3 separate regions of the Gossypium hirsutum genome follow, and regions 1 and 2 are each linked to region 3. A link is a contact called in public Hi-C data. All regions are on one chromosome and are shown on one strand. Each heading gives the region's core, a stretch centred on a gene start, on an enhancer-like site or on the middle of the called end of the contact. The rest is flanking DNA. Distances are from core to core; before and after follow the strand shown.

What was found. A called contact is a pair of places that touch in the nucleus more often than the background predicts.
Region 1: a Hi-C map of leaf shows a contact between it and region 3, with 4 times the contacts expected there. The contact joins the promoter of LOC107902049 here to the enhancer-like site in region 3. A contact is called at or near these places in 18 of 34 Hi-C or Micro-C datasets (anther, callus, fibers and 4 more).
Region 2: a Hi-C map of leaf shows a contact between it and region 3, with 2.6 times the contacts expected there. The contact joins two enhancer-like sites. A contact is called at or near these places in 3 of 34 Hi-C or Micro-C datasets (all in leaf).

The regions. Positions count from the first base shown.
Region 1 is chrD06:38,539,975-38,543,130 of Gossypium_hirsutum_v2.1, reverse strand. It overlaps LOC107902049 (NAC domain-containing protein 2-like), which reads right to left and starts at 1,900. Exons shown (of 3, transcript NM_001326918.1): 1 at 1,600-1,900; 2 at 1,190-1,458; 3 at 1-700. The coding sequence starts at 1,846. The coding sequence ends at 2.
Region 2 is chrD06:38,512,454-38,515,562 of Gossypium_hirsutum_v2.1, reverse strand. No RefSeq gene overlaps it. Among protein-coding and RNA genes, the nearest start is that of LOC107902049, 27 kb to the left of the region's middle. Within about 2 kb of position 1,427, at least 1 of the 9 cell types and tissues checked has an H3K27ac peak or open chromatin away from gene starts, as enhancers often do. A contact at or near this core is called in leaf, where this site is marked.
Region 3 is chrD06:38,223,587-38,226,629 of Gossypium_hirsutum_v2.1, reverse strand. No RefSeq gene overlaps it. Among protein-coding and RNA genes, the nearest start is that of LOC107902048, 9.2 kb to the right of the region's middle. Within about 2 kb of position 1,544, at least 7 of the 9 cell types and tissues checked have an H3K27ac peak or open chromatin away from gene starts, as enhancers often do. A contact at or near this core is called in fibers, hypocotyl and leaf, where this site is marked.

The sequences.
Region 1 (3,156 bases), core at 651-3,150, 320 kb before region 3:
CCTACTTGAAAGGATTGGTGAACTCCCTACTTGATTCTGGGATTGGACTCCACTCCCACAACCGATCCGAGAAAGTCGTTAGTGGAAGTGAGCTGGGTAGCACGTTGAGTGAAAGCTGCTGAGCCTGTGATTGAGGGGGCAACGTAGAAAACTCGGGTTGCTGTTGTTGTTGTTGGTAAGTGTTGTAGTATTGTAGCGGATTCATTGCAGCTTGTTGGTAGCTTACTAGCCTGTGAAGATCGTCAACAACATTTGATGAAACAGAAGACGAGCCCAGTTGAAAGAGAGCGGTGGAATTGGGAAGTAAAGAAGTGCAGCCTTGCTTAGACTGATTTAAGAACAGTCCCTCCTCTTCCATTATTCCAGATGGTAACCCAAGTGTTGTTCTTATAAGGGCCGTTGGACGGTACACATTCTGCTTGGAAAGTCCAAGAGCTGTTGTAACATCAGAAGTACTACTACTGCTCCCATCAGTCTCACTTATCTTTTCAATCTCCATTTGTGGTTGTGATTGTCCTCCTCCAAACCCTTGAAACCTTTCCATGGCTTGTTGAGCTGCATCTTGGGCCTGCGAATATTTCTTTTCTGACTGCAGTACTCCTCTCGATGAGGTCAATGCCCTCGTTGGAAGACAACGGGGGAGTGAGGGGTGATCTTCAACTCCAGCTCTCTTGTACACGCGGCAAAGCGATATTTCAGCCTGAAATAAATTAAGGATTTGATGAAGGACAAAGAGATTTCAAGGTAAGAGAAACAGTTCCGACACTGAGGATTCCTTTTAGTTAGAACTCGTATTCAATACATGTGAGGTCGGTACACGGTATGGGTCATTGAATTTAAATTAGTTCATGCACGTTCCTTACAGTTTTAAGATTAAAAAGAAAAATATTTAATTGAGAAATCAGTTAATTACAACAAGGCCTGATTAAAGTTGTTTACGATGTTAGCATGTTGGCTATTATTCATTTCCTGCTTTTGCATATCCAGCTGCTTACTAAAATTGAAGCATTGGAACTCAAAATTGAAGTTGAAAAGCGTTAACTTTTAGGAGAAGTACAAAGTTGAAAGCTTTTGCTTTCCAAATGAGAAATTAGGGTTAGAGACTGCACCACATGCAAAATGGGAGAAGGAAGGACCCCGGGCCGAAAGGGTTTTTATATAGATATCAATGGTGAAGGACGATGGGTACCTTTTGATAGCGTTCAGTTTCGTGGTGAGGCAAGCGATACTCGTTCATAATCCAACTGCTTCGAATGCCTTTGGGGGCTTTCCCGGAGTAGAAGACTAGGGTTTTCTTGAGGCCAATAGATCGAGAATTCTCTCCCCGAATCATGCGGTCAGCTCCCGTTGCCTTCCAGTAGCCTGAAGTCGTGACACGATTCGGTCGATCTCCGTTTCTGTACTTTCTGTCTCTAGGCACGTAGAAGAACCATTCCTTCTCCCCAATTGCTGCCATGGCTGATGCCCCAGAAAATCAAAATACCCAAAAACAAAACAAGAATCACTGCGATTGATTGTTGTAGCTCGATCGATATATATATAAATGTATGTAGGAAGTATGGTAGTGATTAATACAGAGAAAATATATATTATATATACCAGGAAGTTCCCAAGGGTCATAGCGATATAGATCAAGAAAAGTAATGAGTTCGACATTGAAGCGCTTGCCCTCTACCTTACGGCGAAGGTAGAACTCTACAAGTTCTTCCTCGGTAGGATGGAATCGAAAACCAGGCATCACCGTATCTTGTTCATGGTCATCTTTGCTGGAGCTGCTGCTGTTGCTGTTGTTGAAGTCGAGGTCAACGTTACTGGTATTATCGTTGCTCATGCTTGCTATTGCCATAAACTAATTAACCAACAAAACTATAGGAATAATATTACGACTCATAATAAGCTGTTCTCCTCCTTCCTCGTCGATATCCTCGCCTCAGCCAGGGCAGCCCTCTTTATACCCTGAGAGCTTTGTACGAATGATCGAGCGCAACAGCGAGTGGTAGGCAAAGATAAGATCTAGAGAAAGGGTTAAAGATTGTCCGACTAACCAAATTGTAATTTGTGAAAAAGGTTATGTTTGAGAGAAAAGAAGATGTACACAGGATTGAGGGCCTACATAGGAGGAGGTATTCTTAAAGGTGTTTAAGATGAGAAAATGACATGTCTCTAAGAAGACAGGGTGGCCACAACCATTGGCGGTGCCCTTGGACATTTCTTCCTCTTTCCCTTATTTTCTCTTTAATTCCCCTTCTACTAAAGTAAAATAAATTCAAATTTAAATTGGTTTATGTTTATAGCCCATTTATAAAAATTAAATTGGAGATTCAAAACAATGCTTTGCCACACATACTATATCAGTATAATACGCAATGTACTGGATTTATCAGTTTAACCTTTCAACTATTATTTACGTTTTAAAATATATCATAAGTATGAATTTCACTACACTAAGGGTGAATTTGGATAGGCGGTGCGTTTACCTGCGGTTAGTGTAAAAACAGCTGTGGCTGTGAGATTAGATACTGTAGCGATACTGTAGCGTGAGACAAAAAGTAAACTAAACCCACCGCACCGCACCGCACCAAATCGCGCATCCAAACTCACCCTAATTCATTTTTATATATTTATTTACATGGCTGAGATCCATTATTTTTTTTATCGTCTCATTTTCTTCTTTAATCTTTATTATTTGATTCTAAGATTTATAAAGCATAGCTATATGATATGATTTAATATATATAATAAGCATACTTTCAAATTTAGCATTTATATATTTTATAATTTTAGTTTTTTTAGTTAATTTTAGTTAATTTTAGTCTTTTAACCTTTTTTTTAATAAAAATATTAACTAAAACATTAATTTTTTTTAATGATTTGGCTTGACAACCTGCGTGCTAATCCACGTGTGCTTCATGTTGACATGACACTATTTATCTTATATGTCACACTGTCAAATAATTTTAAAAAATTATAAATTTTTAATGAAAATTGAAATTTTTCAAAAATTAGTATGAAGCACATGTGGATTGCTACGTGGATTGTCATGTTTGAAAATTTAACATTTTAGTCAGTATTTATATTTTTAATAATAGAAATTGAACTGATCTTTTTGAACAATTGGTGATCAAATATGACTTTTGTTCTAAAGGTTAGAGCCAA
Region 2 (3,109 bases), core at 178-2,677, 290 kb before region 3:
CATCCCAGCAAAATTATATATCTTAATCAAAATACCCTCAAATTCTTCCTTCACTTTAATCTCTCTTTCTCAACGTTTCTTTCGTAACTCTGATGAATATATTATTTGGGATTATCGTAATTAATATCTTTGTATAATTTAGATGTTTAAATTTTGGTTAAAATTGAACTAATCAATTAAACTGATCTAATTCGGTTACTCAGTTAGTTAATTGATCTAATTTGGTCGGAGATCTGTTAATAATTTTGTTGGAAGTTTAGTTATCGATTATTTCGGTTCGAAATCGGGTAATTAACCGAACTTAACAATTAATAATACAAATTATATGTAGTTTTAATTAAGTTAATTCGATTAATTCGGTCAAATGAACATTATCAATTTATTTTTTGATATGTTTTATACTTGTTTTAACCAAAAATATCAAAACATATAAATTTCGGTTAACCGAAATTAAATTCGATTAACGATTAAAGAATTAAAAATTTTAGTTAACTTAATTAATAATAATTCAATTTAATTAACTGTTTGAACACCCTAATAATTATAGAATACAAACGCAATATATGGATGGTTGTCTTTATTACACTATTTAAATCTCTTATCTTTACTATGAAGTTTTCTACTAAGTTATTTTTACCAAGTTAGAATGAAATAAATTAAAAAATAATTATTATCTTTTTTTAAAAATAAATAATTACTATAAGAATATTTATGCATGTAAAATCTTCAAAATAATATATTTCAAAATATAATATCAATGTTTAAACCAAAAATGTGATATATATTACCTTTTATAATTTATTTTCTTCCACAAACATTATGGGTGTAACATAATTTTAATATATTGTATGCATATATATACATATATAAAATTGGTGTCATGAGTTAATTAAACACTAATTTAATTGAGAAACAATTAAAGTCTATTTTTTTATAAAGTAAAAAATATTAATCCAAATGCATTTTTTTATATTTTATAAATATTATTATAGTTAAATTTAAACTTAAAATAACATGATGTTTAAAACTTTAACTTAACTATCATTTGATTATATATATTACATCTCCCATCACAGATGTGCAATAATCTAGTACAAATAATTAAAATTTCAAAAGAAAAAACCCTTGTATATATAACTAATTAGCATACTTGAACTACGAAATCAATGTAACATGCATTTAATTAAATTATTAGTTATAAATGAATTTCACTAATTAAATAAATAACCTTTCGTTATAAAATAAAAAGAAAATCAAAAGTACGTAGAATATTGTAAGTTTAGAAAAAATAATTGGTAGGGAGGTGGCAATATGGGGGCTTGAATTGAAAGAAATAGAGATAGAAAGAGAAAGGAATTAATAAATAAGAATAGGTGGGGGATATGCAAATTGAGGTTTTGTGGGGTGCTCGGTCAAGAGAAACCCGTGACCACTGCTGTTGCTGATAACTACCGCCCCCACTTCTTCTCTCTCTCTCTCTCTCATTCTTCCTTATATTTCTACTTTTTTTTTCGTTAAACAATTTTTTTCATGTAATTAATATATTGTATAAAAATAATTAATATATAATATTTAAAATAAATAAATTTAAAATTTTAATTTAACTACTACTTAAAATTAAAAAAGTTATCGATTAAATCTTAACTTGATTGACGTAAACATTTTGTTAATATAAAAAGACATGAGTTCAAGTATGATGAAAATTATTATTCTTTTATTTATAAGTTAGGAAGAAACTATGAGATCACTTTAAACTTTTTAATATAAAAATATATATATGATAATTTATAATAAAAACAATAATTTCAATTTTTTTTAAACGGAACGGCACCTCCCTAAGGGAGGGGTAATGATAATATCATATGAAAATTTTCACTGAAATTTTTTTTATAGATATAGGTTTCCCGATTTTAACTTTTATGTAATTTTAAAATTTAGGTGTTTGATTTCGATGTGATTATTAATGTTAAATTAGTTTTTTTCCCATCTATTATTATGATATTTTTTAATATTGTTATTTTTTATATTATAAAATTGTGACACATTATAATTAAGATATCATTATTTGAAAATTGTAAAAAAGAATATAATTTTTTTTAAATAATTCAAACTTTCTTTAAAAAATTGTAAAAACTTAAAAAAATATATTCCAAAATATTCTAAAATTCAAAATACATAATTATGTATATTTTTAATTTAAAATTTCTTAAAATTCACAATAAAAACTCCCTCAACCAATGACAAACACCCAGAACACGTATCGAAAAATGAATTCAATTTTCAAGCTGGTGAAAACCTAGAAAGTAACTCAGCCGGAGAACTAACTATTGCGAGTTTTGTAAGCTCAAGATTTCTCTCCCTCGACTTTATAAATTCTAGGTTTTCTTGATTTTGATTTTGTTTTTCATTGAAATTTCTAGTCTAAATGATCGCGTCCAATGGCTCCTATTTATTTCAAATAATTTAATATATCCATATATAATATTTATAATATAGATTTTATGGTGAATGACCAAATTGCCACATTGTGGTAAATTTGCACTTTACTCTCTTTTTTCTCATCATTTTACTATATTCTATTTAAAATACTTTATACTTCATTCATAACCGTGAATATTCCATGCATAAATTCACAATTGGGACTTTTCTCAATAAAATGAGAAATTTACGATTAAATCCTCAAACTCTCATTTTCATTCAATGTAGTCTTAAAATTCTTTTTTCTTTATAGTAACTCACTATTATGATCGTATGAAACTTCATTAATACTTTCTAACTAATTTCTTCATATTGGGAAATTTACACTTTAGGTCCTCATAGTTTACAAATTTACAATTAGTTCCCAAAGTGACTTCATTCGTATTAGTTCATTCCCTGTGTGTTCCTCATGTCTAACAATCATCATCAATTTGATTAAATTAAATTATAATCCTTTAAAATTTCCCAATTTACAATTTGGTCCCTTTATGTCGAAATCTCTTGGTCTCAATCAGTCTCTCAAAATTTGCTTTTCTACAACTCAAAACAATTATTTACAACTTCATTTATAGAACTTGTTTTCGAATTTCCTTCAGAATTCCACATATTGAGTTGTGAAGGGCAATCGAGC
Region 3 (3,043 bases), core at 295-2,794:
CATATTCTAGTTTCTTATTTGTAGAGTTGGGAAATTTACCTTCTTTTACCTGGAAGAGTATCTAGGCAGCAAAAGGTCTTCTCCAAAAAGGGATGAGCTGGAGGGTGGGTAGAGGGGATAGCATCTCCATATGAGAAGATAACTGGATTCAGGGGATCGATAAAATCGACGCACAAAATGGAACAAACAGAGGTGAATTACAGTTAGTTTCGGATCTTATTGATTTATCAAGTAGGAAATGGAGAACGAACTTGATTAATAGTACCTTTCAAGAGGAAATTGCTAGGAAAATTCTACAGATCCCCCTAGCAGAGATTGAGCATGAGGATATTCAGGTGTGGAAAGGAGAACTATCTGGTGAGTTTTCGGTCCGCAATGCCTATAAACTATTAGAAGATGTTAATCGGGTACCTAATGACTATTTAATACAGACCGAATTAAAAGAACTTTACAAGAAACTTTGGAGCCTACAGTTGCCCTCAAAAATTGCATTTACAGTCTGGCAGATATCCTGGGACTTTATACCAAATTTTGCTAATCTTAGGTATAGGAGGGTCATTTCCAATGATAGATGTGCCCGATGCTATTTGGCGATTGAAGAAAGTGCCCACGTCTTCCGTGAATGCCTTATGACAACTGAAGTTTGGCAACAGTTAAATCTCTCATGGGCTATGAATAACATGAGTCAAAATATATGGGAGTGGCTAACCTGGGTTTTCAAGAGAAGCAACAATGGCCAATGTCTACTCTTCTGTTACGCTCTATGGCTGTTATGGTTCTCCAGAAATCAACTGGTACACGAGAGGAAAAACACTACAGGAAGGGATTTAGCACAAAATATTCAAAGACATATGGCAGAATATGAAGGTTTAAAAAGCTTAAAAAAGAATGAAAGCATAAGCAGAAGTAATAAAACACAGGAGATCATATCGAGAACGAGAATCTATTTTGATGCAGCGTTTGACAACAGAACCTTCAGATCAGCGTCAGGTTTAGTAGGGTGGGATCTGAAGGGAAACTTAATGGTGTTAAAGACGGTTATACATGGAAATGTCCCATCACCTTTCGCAGCAGAGGCATATGCATGCTTAGAAGGTACAAAATTAGGGAGTTCACTTAGAATCCAATCAGTCAAACTTATGGGGGATTCAAAAACAGTAATAAAAAAATGTCAAGCAACTTCAACAGACAAGTCAATAATCGGAGCCATTATCAGAGATATTCAGAAAAAGAAAGCTGATTTTCAAGAACTTATTTTTTAATATATTCACAGATCTTAGAACTCATATGCTCATAGAGTTAGCAAAGAATGCGCTCGAGAAAGAAGAAGATACTTATCTGAGAGGAGAAGAACTGGAAGGCCATGCTTTTGTCTCGGTAGGAACTTGGCTTAGGGAGCCAGATTAAAGGAGAGATGTGCAGAAAAGCAATTAAAGCAGATATCAAAAGAAAGTATAAAGATCTCGGGGAAAGTTATCGACAGAACGTTCTGGAGCATTGGAAATGACTAGTCAACAAACTTTATGGCATCCAGCCTTTTTTTGATTTGACTGGGGTTGATTTTATATTATTTTCTTTTTAATTTTGTGTTTGCTGTTTTCAATTCTGGTTAGTAAGTACCTGGAAAGTTTTTTAGGAAGTTTCTTTATTTCTGTTTTATTTAGGCCGATCTTTGCGAATTCATTTTGGTTTGGGCCTTTGATTGGGTCCGGTTGTTTGTTTTGTTTTATTCTATCTTCAATAAAATCTCAGTCTTTTATTTCAAAAAAATTAATAATTAATTGAAATTTAATATAAAATAATATGGTAATATTTTGAGTGAATTAAATTTTATACTTTAAAATATTGAATAAATTAAAATACTATAAAAATATGAAAAATATAAATAATTGAATGTTGTTTTGTTAAGATTTAATTCGTATAAATATATAGTGATTATATATATTAATCAATATAAAATTTATTTTAATAATTTAATATAAATATAACTCTAATATTTTTTAAGATTCATTTAACATTGACATTAACATTATTTTATTTTATATTTTATTATTTAATATAAGTATGGTTGATACGAGTCACAAAAGCCTAAATTCTTGAAGGCGATGCCCAATAAGTAAATTCCCAGCCCAATCAAGAAATCCATCCATACTCAGTTGAAAATCAGGCCAAATTGTCAAAGTGGCCCAAGTTGTAAAGTTTTATTTTTATTTATTTATTTATTTATTTTACTTAGTTTAAATTTTTATATTCAGTCCAAGAGTCCCAAATAAAAGACCCTTGGCCGAATTTCCATATTAAAATAATTAGGAGTTTTTTTTAGTTTTAGTTTTAGTGTTCTAATTAAATTAGGAAAACATTTGAAAGGCCTATTTATATGGCTTGGCCAGCCACCCTACATTACATTACAATTACATTGAAAATTTCAGATTTGATTTGAGTGAAAATTCTCTTTGAGTTCTTCAAGGATTTTCTCTTGAGTTTTCTTTAGAAGTTGTTTTAACAATCTTGTGATTGTGGGAGCCATCTTCAACCTTCTTCTTACCATTGATATTCTTTGGAGGGGAGATTAGAGCCGTTTGAAGGGAGTTGTGAGATCTTTCGAGATTTCAAGGCTTCTTAGGACTTATCTTTTAATTTCTTACTGTCAATTCTTTCTTTATTTCTACTTGTGCTGAATCATTATCTAATCTATTTTCTGTTCTTATTGTGTTTTCAGCCTTTTTCTATCTTAAGGAATCAGCCCAAAAATCCCCAATTTCTAAGGTTTTTCCATACTCTTTTTGGGTGAAATTAGATTGTCGAAATTTAGGGAAAACTATCTTGGTGTTCAATTGGGCAGAATCACAATCTCCTTGAGGGTTTCAAGAACCCTAACACTTATTTCTATTCTCAATTTGATTCTTTGCTGATTTGGAGATTTTATTTCAGATCTGAAAATTCAAAAATCCAATCTTTTAATTTTCTGTTTCGTTTCAGATCTAATTGTTTAGGGTTTTCGTAGGAGTTTCTCGTGACTTGGCAACTCGATCTTGGTCCGCGC